Regions from separate parts of the Zea mays genome. Here all the other regions are linked to region 1. Evidence: chromatin contacts called from public Hi-C data. All regions are on one chromosome and are shown on one strand. Each heading gives the region's core, a stretch centred on a gene start, on an enhancer-like site or on the middle of the called end of the contact. The rest is flanking DNA. Distances are from core to core; before and after follow the strand shown. Region 1 holds the start of LOC100192638. Region 2 holds the start of LOC100286033. Region 3 holds the start of LOC541930 (GTPase protein).

The links. A called contact is a pair of places that touch in the nucleus more often than the background predicts.
Region 2: a Hi-C map of leaf shows a contact between it and region 1, with 7 times the contacts expected there. The contact joins the promoter of LOC100286033 here to the promoter of LOC100192638 in region 1. A contact is called at or near these places in 4 of 25 Hi-C or Micro-C datasets (bundle sheath, ear, leaf and 1 more).
Region 3: a contact with region 1 is called in a Hi-C map of endosperm, with 1.7 times the contacts expected there. The contact joins the promoter of LOC541930 here to the promoter of LOC100192638 in region 1. A contact is called at or near these places in 2 of 25 Hi-C or Micro-C datasets (ear and endosperm).

What each region holds. Positions count from the first base shown.
Region 1 is chr4:187,162,983-187,165,637 of Zm-B73-REFERENCE-NAM-5.0, reverse strand. LOC100192638 reads left to right here and starts at 1,346. Exons shown (of 5, transcript NM_001137852.1): 1 at 1,346-1,637; 2 at 1,761-1,985; 3 at 2,410-2,604. The coding sequence starts at 1,488.
Region 2 is chr4:186,815,675-186,818,329 of Zm-B73-REFERENCE-NAM-5.0, reverse strand. It overlaps LOC100286033, which reads right to left and starts at 1,343. Exons shown (of 2, transcript NM_001158921.1): 1 at 1,044-1,343; 2 at 110-895. The coding sequence starts at 1,160. The coding sequence ends at 740.
Region 3 is chr4:187,511,009-187,513,663 of Zm-B73-REFERENCE-NAM-5.0, reverse strand. LOC541930 (GTPase protein) reads right to left here and starts at 1,332. Exons shown (of 8, transcript NM_001111593.1): 1 at 1,155-1,332; 2 at 565-652; 3 at 191-300; 4 at 12-75. The coding sequence starts at 1,259.

The DNA of each region.
Region 1 (2,655 bases), core at 97-2,596:
ACTAGTGTGACAATCGACCGACGCATCCGTTGGTTCTGAGCTCATTTAATTCAGGTCTGCGGTCTGCGGCGGAGTTGCCGCTAACTGCAGCAAAAGCATGCACGCCGAAGCACGGAGTGGTTAAGATAACTCCGTATTGTAATCCATTCTTAAGCAAATCTACGACTTGGCTCATCATTTGAATCCGGCCATTGGCCCTGCAATTAAGAATAATGGCGGCAACGCCCTTCGACGGACCAATGGTAGATCTCGGAGGTACGGTTGGCTCGCTCGTGTCGTGTACTCATCCTACGAAGCAGAATATATGCTAAATGCCAACCTATACAACAAAGTCCGATCCGGCGACGACGTCCCTGCAATAGCATTTTCTCGCTCGGGGGAGTCGGGGTCGAGCCGTCGTGACCTCCCTATTTTAGAATTTGTTCGTCACCACTGCTACATCGCCGTCGTGACCTCGACGTCGCGCTTTATCCCGCGGTATATTAGGCTACCTCCAGCAAGGGTATGTATATGGTTTTGTACCTTAAATTTAGAGGACAACGAGCTCCTTTATCCCCCAGCAGGACACGGCAAAACGTCCGGTAAAAGTAGCGTACGTCGCTGGACACTCTAAACCTAGAGGTTGTACAGGCGTCCGCTATGGCCTGGCTCCTGCTCTCTTCTACGTTGGGACAAACGAATGGAGAGCGCTGGTTGGAGCCGTACATGGTCTCGTTAATGAAAAGTTGTGTATAAAATAAGAATGAGTAATACTATTTCTATAGAGGATGGAATTTAGAGGACGCTGCTGGAGAACGAGATAATATAGAGGACATAATATTTTAGAGTACACTGTAAATGACATAGAATATTTCTTTAGAGGATGAAATTTAGAGAACGCTGCCGGAGACAGCCTTATACTGACTTGCCGATCCCAATTGTTTTTAGCCTGCACACCCGAATCGTTTCATATATGTTTGCGAATTGCGATCGCGAGGGCGATGACGCGAATTCATTTTTGAACTAATACAAGACAAATAAAAAAAAGAACGGAGGGAGTAATTATTAAGAGCAGATATAAGCATGCGAGTTCATACATCCCGGCCAATGGCGATCCGACAACGTGTTCGAAGAAGCTGGATCCAAAAAAAATTTGTTTTGAACAGCGATGATCCCCGGCCGATTGGAGAGCTAGCTAAGTAACACAGTGCGCCTCTGTGGATCCGACAAGTAGGCCTAATAAAAAAGGCGCTGCGTACCTGCCACCTCTAGCATCTGCAGCTCACTCCTGGAGGACCTGGCTCTGGCCTCTCCCTAGCTATAAATACCTCCTGCCGGCCGAGTGCTCACTACCTCGAAGAGCAAGCAAGAGAGGCAGACACAGATAGCTGCCAGTAGAGCTTCTTCTTCTTCTTCTTCTTCCGCTTCCTCTTGCCGAGCGCAGTGCTACGTAGGAAGGAGTTCACGCCCTCGCGCACGCGTCGTAGCTCGTCGGTCGATCGCCGGAAATGTCGACCAACTCGAGGGCCAACTCCAGGGCCAACTTCAACAACGAGATCCACGACATCGGCACGGCGGTGCACAACTCCAGCAGCCTGCCCCCCGCGTACTACGACCGGTCGCTAGCGGACATGTTCCCTCCCCACCTCCTCAAGAAGGTACGTACGCATGCCATGTCTATATGGCGGCGACCATCATCGTCACGGAGAATGAAGATTCTCTTCCGGTCCATCCCGTCTTCGTTTCCGTTGGTTGTTGTTAACCGTAGACTGATCCCACAGGTGGTCTCGGAGGTGGTGTCCACGTTCCTGCTGGTGTTCGTGACGTGCGGGGCGGCGGGGATCTACGGCAGCGACAAGGACCGCATCTCGCAGCTGGGGCAGTCGGTCGCCGGCGGCCTCATCGTCACCGTGATGATCTACGCCGTCGGCCACATCTCCGGCGCGCACATGAACCCCGCCGTCACGCTCGCCTTCGCCGTGTTCCGCCATTTCCCCTGGATCCAGGTACACGCGTCCGCAGACCTGGTCTCCTAGCTTTGCGTCGAAATCGAAACTGAGCCATGGCTGGGGGTTTGGGCATAGGACGGATATGCATTCGTTGACACGCGAAAGTGGTTACAACAAGTGGGTCGTCAGGGTATTTTATTTAACAGAAACGTTCGGCTGCACATATACTTGTCATCATGGCGTGATCATGGGCAAAATTATCCACCTTTTCTAAGGCATAATAATGGATGCCAAGTTATCATATGTCTATTATCGTCAACTAAAAGAAAGTCAAACAAGAGAGAGAATGCTTAGTACTACATACTCATGACCCAAATAATGCTCACGCGGGATTAGAATAAGATAATATTGTAGCGGGCTAGCGGCGGGGCGGATTGGTTTGCCTAGAATGCTAATGTAACGTTTGTATTTCTGGGTACAGGTCCCGTTCTACTGGGCGGCGCAGTTCACCGGCGCCATCTGCGCGTCGTTCGTGCTCAAGGCCGTGCTGCACCCCATCGCCGTGCTGGGCACCACCACGCCGGCGGGGCCGCACTGGCACTCGCTCATCATCGAGGTCATCGTCACCTTCAACATGATGTTCGTCACCCTCGCCGTCGCCACGGACACGAGAGCGGTAAGCAAGAAGACCGGCACCGGTGGTTGCTGCTTGTCGCCATTTTCGGCT
Region 2 (2,655 bases), core at 94-2,593, 350 kb after region 1:
AAAGTAAACGCGACGTTTCACGTTTCTAGAGCGTACGTGTAAGTACAAATTAAAATTTGGACCGAGAGTGCCAGGGAACATACATGCATGAAAAGGCAGGGCACTAAATACAGTACAGACACGCAGCGGTTGCATTTCTTAACGCCATGCATGGCACGGTGAGTGAAAAACAAAGCACTAACCGCAGGACGTACATGTTATTGAAGTCGTTAATAAAAGCTTTAGCAGTACATCATCATCATCATAACGACAGTCAATTTGCTCTAGGCTAGGCTAGTAGTGGTCGGTCGGTTGTCTCTTTTCCTGCCTGCTAGAGATGAGAGAGAGAGAGAGAGCGCACTAGCCAGCTCGATCCAATTAAGCCACCGAAGATCGCCGAGGAATCGAGAGACTGCTGCTGCTGCGAGCTATACTAAAGTGAGGAGGATAAGCTTGCTTAGGCTCTAGTGCTATACCCTACTACCCAGTGAAGCTTAGCGCAGAGACCATCATGCATACGTGTGCGTGTCAGCGTGTGGCTAGTACATTTTTATACGGAGCTAGCCACATGATCTCAGATCTAGGGAGACTGGTAAAGGAAAAGGTAGATACACGTACATGTAGATATATATATTATATGTATATATACCCTAGCTACCTAATTGAGCTCAGCTCCCGCACGTGACCAGCCGGCCGGAGAGCGCGCGCTGTCGGCGATCGATCGGAGGCCGGCGTTCGTTGACCTCGCCCTTGCGCGCGCTCAGGAGCGGAGGATGCTTCGGATGATCTCCGCCGCGGGGCTGTTGTGGTCCATGGTGGACAAGAGGTCCGACAGCCGGTCGCTGAGGTCGTCCACCTCCCGCTGGAGGCTCTTGATGTAGCTGCAGGTCTCCTTCAGCAGCTTCGCCGTCGACGCCTGCATTATGCATGTCATGTCCCCGCCCCGCCGCGCGCATTTTAGACGTTTAAAACTGGAAAAAAAGGCGAGCATGCATGCATATGCACTGCACAGCGCCCCGGAGATGTTGAGCGGGTCAGCCATCTGTTCGCGACCGACGACGCACCTGGCCGGAGCCGCGGCGGCGGCGGGAGCTGGGGAGCAGGGCCTGGAGCTTGGAGACGAGCTCGTTCATCTCGTCCTCGGAGATGTTGCCGTGCGACGACGACCTTCGGCTCGACATCTATCCTCTCGCTCTCTACGTACCTCGTCGTCGTCGTCGCACTGCTTCGCTGCCGCCGCCTGCCGGAACGAACGAACTAGCTCCGCGCAGGGTCGATCGGGCGCTATAAGCTTGAGAACGAACGAAGGTACCGCGTGTATGTGATGCGTCCCGCGCTGGACCTGGACTGGTGGTCGCTCTGCAAAATTAAAGCTGTAGAATAACTGAGTTGTGAGGGAGACAGAAAGGGAGAGGGTGCCTTTATAGCGAGCTGGCTCGTGGTTGGATCCAGATTGGGTCGGAGCGCAAGTGCGTGTAGCGGAGGGACAGGAAGCAAGGGTGGTCTGGTGTTGTAGAGCAGACGAGCAGTTGATTCGATCTCCACGCCTCCACTGCACTACAAGTCTGCAACGAGAGAGAGAGGGAGAGCCAAAGAGGACGAGTTGGGCCCGCGTGTCTCTCTCTGTCTAATCACTGCGGCAGCTCGCCTCTCTCATGCATAGCCCACCGGTAGGCAGTCCGTGTCCCCCCGATCTGCCACGTGCTGATTTGGCTGGTAAACGGAAGGAGAATAAGTAGAGCGGATTTGGCTGGTCTACGCTACGCGGCCAGCCCAGCTCTCCTCACCTTGCTCCGCAAGGCCAGGCTTGCCAGCTACGGTCGGAGAGAGTGGTTACCCAACTCCAACTTGGTCTACAGTTCGGAAACCAATCTAGTAAGTATGGGCTGAATGTTTCCAAATAGTAGATTTTCGTGGTGAGGTCCAACTTGCATTACGAGAAAATCCCCGGTAGGAGGAGGAACCTCGTTGTATCTCCAAGTTCCAGACGATCATAAAATTCTATCCCTAGACTTGTAATGGAATATATACGTGCTAATCCACGTTAGCAAAAGGGAATCTACTGCCAGCATGCTGCTACTAGTAAGTTACATGCATGCATGCACGTAGTGTCACACACAACAGTAAGACACGGAGCACGTGTTTTGTCCTGCACACACATACGTGCACAGCAGACACTCTAATCGCATCGGGATTCTTAATAAAAAAACATGCTAGTCAAGTTTACACTTGTCTGCTAAATTAAAGAGAACGGAGTCGACTCGAAACACCGCTGCAGCAGACCCAAAAGATGCCCCTATTAGCATACGCACGTACGTACGCAATTCTGTCCCCATCCGCCTGTCTGATGTCTGCAGACTGCAGTATCGTCAGTGTTAGACTAAGGCCATCAGACCTTTTTTTTATCACTATAACCAGTCCAGTAATCGTCTTAGCTTTACTGTTTTAGTATCTAATTCAGTGAAAAAACTGCAACAAAGCTAGATGCCACAATACGATGATCAATTAAGCTAGCTAGGAGCATGATCGGCGTAGCGCACGAACGCTCGAGTTTGTCCATGTCCACGCGCGTCGCGCCACCATTCATGATCTAGCTAACAATATTCTACGCGCGTACCTGTACGCCAACCAATGTATGTATATGATGCCCGGCCGGCCGGGCCGCATGCGCTTGTT
Region 3 (2,655 bases), core at 83-2,582, 350 kb before region 1:
ACAGAACTCACCAAATTTTGTGCCTACCAACACAACAGGCACCCCACGTGCATAATGCTGAAGCTCCGGTATCCACTGAAGAGTAATAAAGAACAAAGGATAAACATTCAAGCCTCTAGGAAATTCCAAAAGCATGAAAACAAACTTTAAGAAAGTAAAAAATAAAAAACAAGGTAGCACATTTCACCACCTTCTTCATGATATTCTCATAGCTAGCTCGACTCACAAGTGAGAATGCAAGCACGAAAACATCTGCACCACGGTAGCTTAGAGGCCTCAGTCGGTTGTAATCTTCCTGCCCTGCAAAGGATATGGTCATGTGAACTTTAAATTACCCCAAGAATCCTCTAAAAGCAGACTTTTCGACTCGATTTTCTGTTGAGCTGAACAAAACATAGGCCGCAAAGGTACACTAATAGGACAAATAAAAACACTAATGGCTAGTTTGGAAACACTATTTTCCTGAGGGATTTTTATTTTAACAAGATAAAATAGTTTATTTTCCTTTGGTAAAATAGAAATCTTTTGGAAAAATAGATTTCGCAAACTAGACTCAAAAGTTACCTGCGGTATCCCACAGGCCCAAATTCACCGTGGTGCCATCCACAACGACATTTGCACTGAAATTGTCGAACACCGTGGGTATGTAATCCTGCGGAACGCAAATTCGATGAATCAGCAACGAGTAATCGAAAATTGCTGTTAGAGGCCAACAAAATGATCCGTTGCATGAGTCAATAAAACAACACAAACGGCGTGTTTGGTTTGTGGAGTCAACTTATGATTTATGATTTATAAGTTGATGCATCATGAGTTCATCCCATATATTTTAGCGTAATCAACTCATTTCTCGTACTAATTATTAGCTTATAAGAAATGAGTCAGTGATAATTAACTCATTTTATTACACAAACCAAATAAAAAAAAAAGTAAGAAGTGATAACAAGATGGACCATCTTGTTCCTCAACCCAAACACACCCAAAGTAAACTAAACTGAGGAAGTGCGGGCTTTTGCACAGCACACCGTCCTCAAGAAAACAGAAACAGGGAAAAAACCATTGCTTGTAATGAAATCCCCTAAGTTGACGGGAAATCGCACAGCAACCTTTTTGCCAATAGGAACTGGGATAAGGTAGAGAAATGAAGAGCTCACAGTGGGGAACTTGTTGCTGGTGTAGCAGATGAGCATACATGTCTTGCCCACGGCACCGTCGCCGACCGTGACGCACTTGATGAACCGAGAGGCGCTGGACGCCATCTCCGATTCTCCGAGCCCAGAGAAGGGAGAAACGGGATAAGAGCGGGCGGTCCTGGAGGAGAGGGACGGAGTGCGTTCTCGCCTTCTTTGGTGGTGTTTGCCCTTGCCCGTTTGGTGCGTGACTTCTTGTACAAGCGAGTGATGAACAGGGTGAAGCGAGTGAAGAGGGTCACATGCCTCCTCAGTCTCTCTCACTCACCTCACTACTGCCTAGAGAAGCGCCCTCCCTCCCTCCCTCAGTCCCTCTTCATTTTTATCGCCCTGTCCCGTTGGTGTCTTGTTTAGGCGTGGTCTCTTCGTGCTATTGGTACAGTCAAGCAGCCACTCCTGTATCTAGGATGAGTCCATGGGAAGAAAATTGGAGTACCAAATCTGACCGCTCCATACCCAATCTCCACTACCGCAACAGCCACCACGACACGGCAGGATCGTCCTTATTTCGACTAACCCTATACTCATTACATTCAAGTCCACAGTAGGCTCCCATGTCCTATGTACACGCCATGGTCATTATCCTTCTGGTGATCAAATCATTTGCAAACGAGACCTTCATTTTTTACGAAAGTTGCGATCGTGGTACAGAAAAAAAAAGGCGTCAATAAACCATGACGTTTCGTTCTGTCGTTGCCTTCATTTGCCGACTCACCTAATCAGAGACACAAAAGGAGCGACAACAATGTGGCACATTCCTTTCGCAAAACTAGCAGCAACCTTGAAAAGTCCGTGTCGTATGGCAAAAACCAGATCTATTCGCACGATATATTAATAACAAGTCAAGCCATGACAAAAGCATGCGCTCGCCATTTTTACTACCTAGGGGAGGGGTCAAGTAATGGCACAAGAGGACGATCAAGTTGCTGGCTTTGGCGCGAGGTGACTGCGTGTCCCTTACGAGGAGCACAGGTTTGGCTTTGGCAGTAGTAGCGTTAAGAATAATCAGCGCAACCACGTCGCTGAGAATAATTGTAAAAAAAAAAACAAATGCCAGACTGGTCCGGTACCCTGTCTGGTTGTCTGTACTCTGTACCTGTAGTGCTCTGTGTAGTAGCCCTTACGAGTACGTGTACATTGAACTCGCAGCACATTTCCTGAGCAATTTTTTTTAAAATCTCCTCGCGCATGTTGCCGATGCACGGAGACAAGGCAGCAAACAGTGCCTCAAATGATGGCAACGTGGGCGCTCGATTTCCTCAATGCGTACGTGGTGTGCCCTGTCAGTCACGGTGCACGCGTCAAGGTTGTAGGCGCTGCAGGTGTTTGCTTTACAAAGGAGCAGTGAACATGTATTGCTTCTGGGTAGGAGTCCTGAATGCCGAAAGCTGGCTGTCCAGTCCTGGTAATGGAAGATTTGCCGGCTAGTTAGCATCATTGGAACAGCTCACATATCTGATCATCG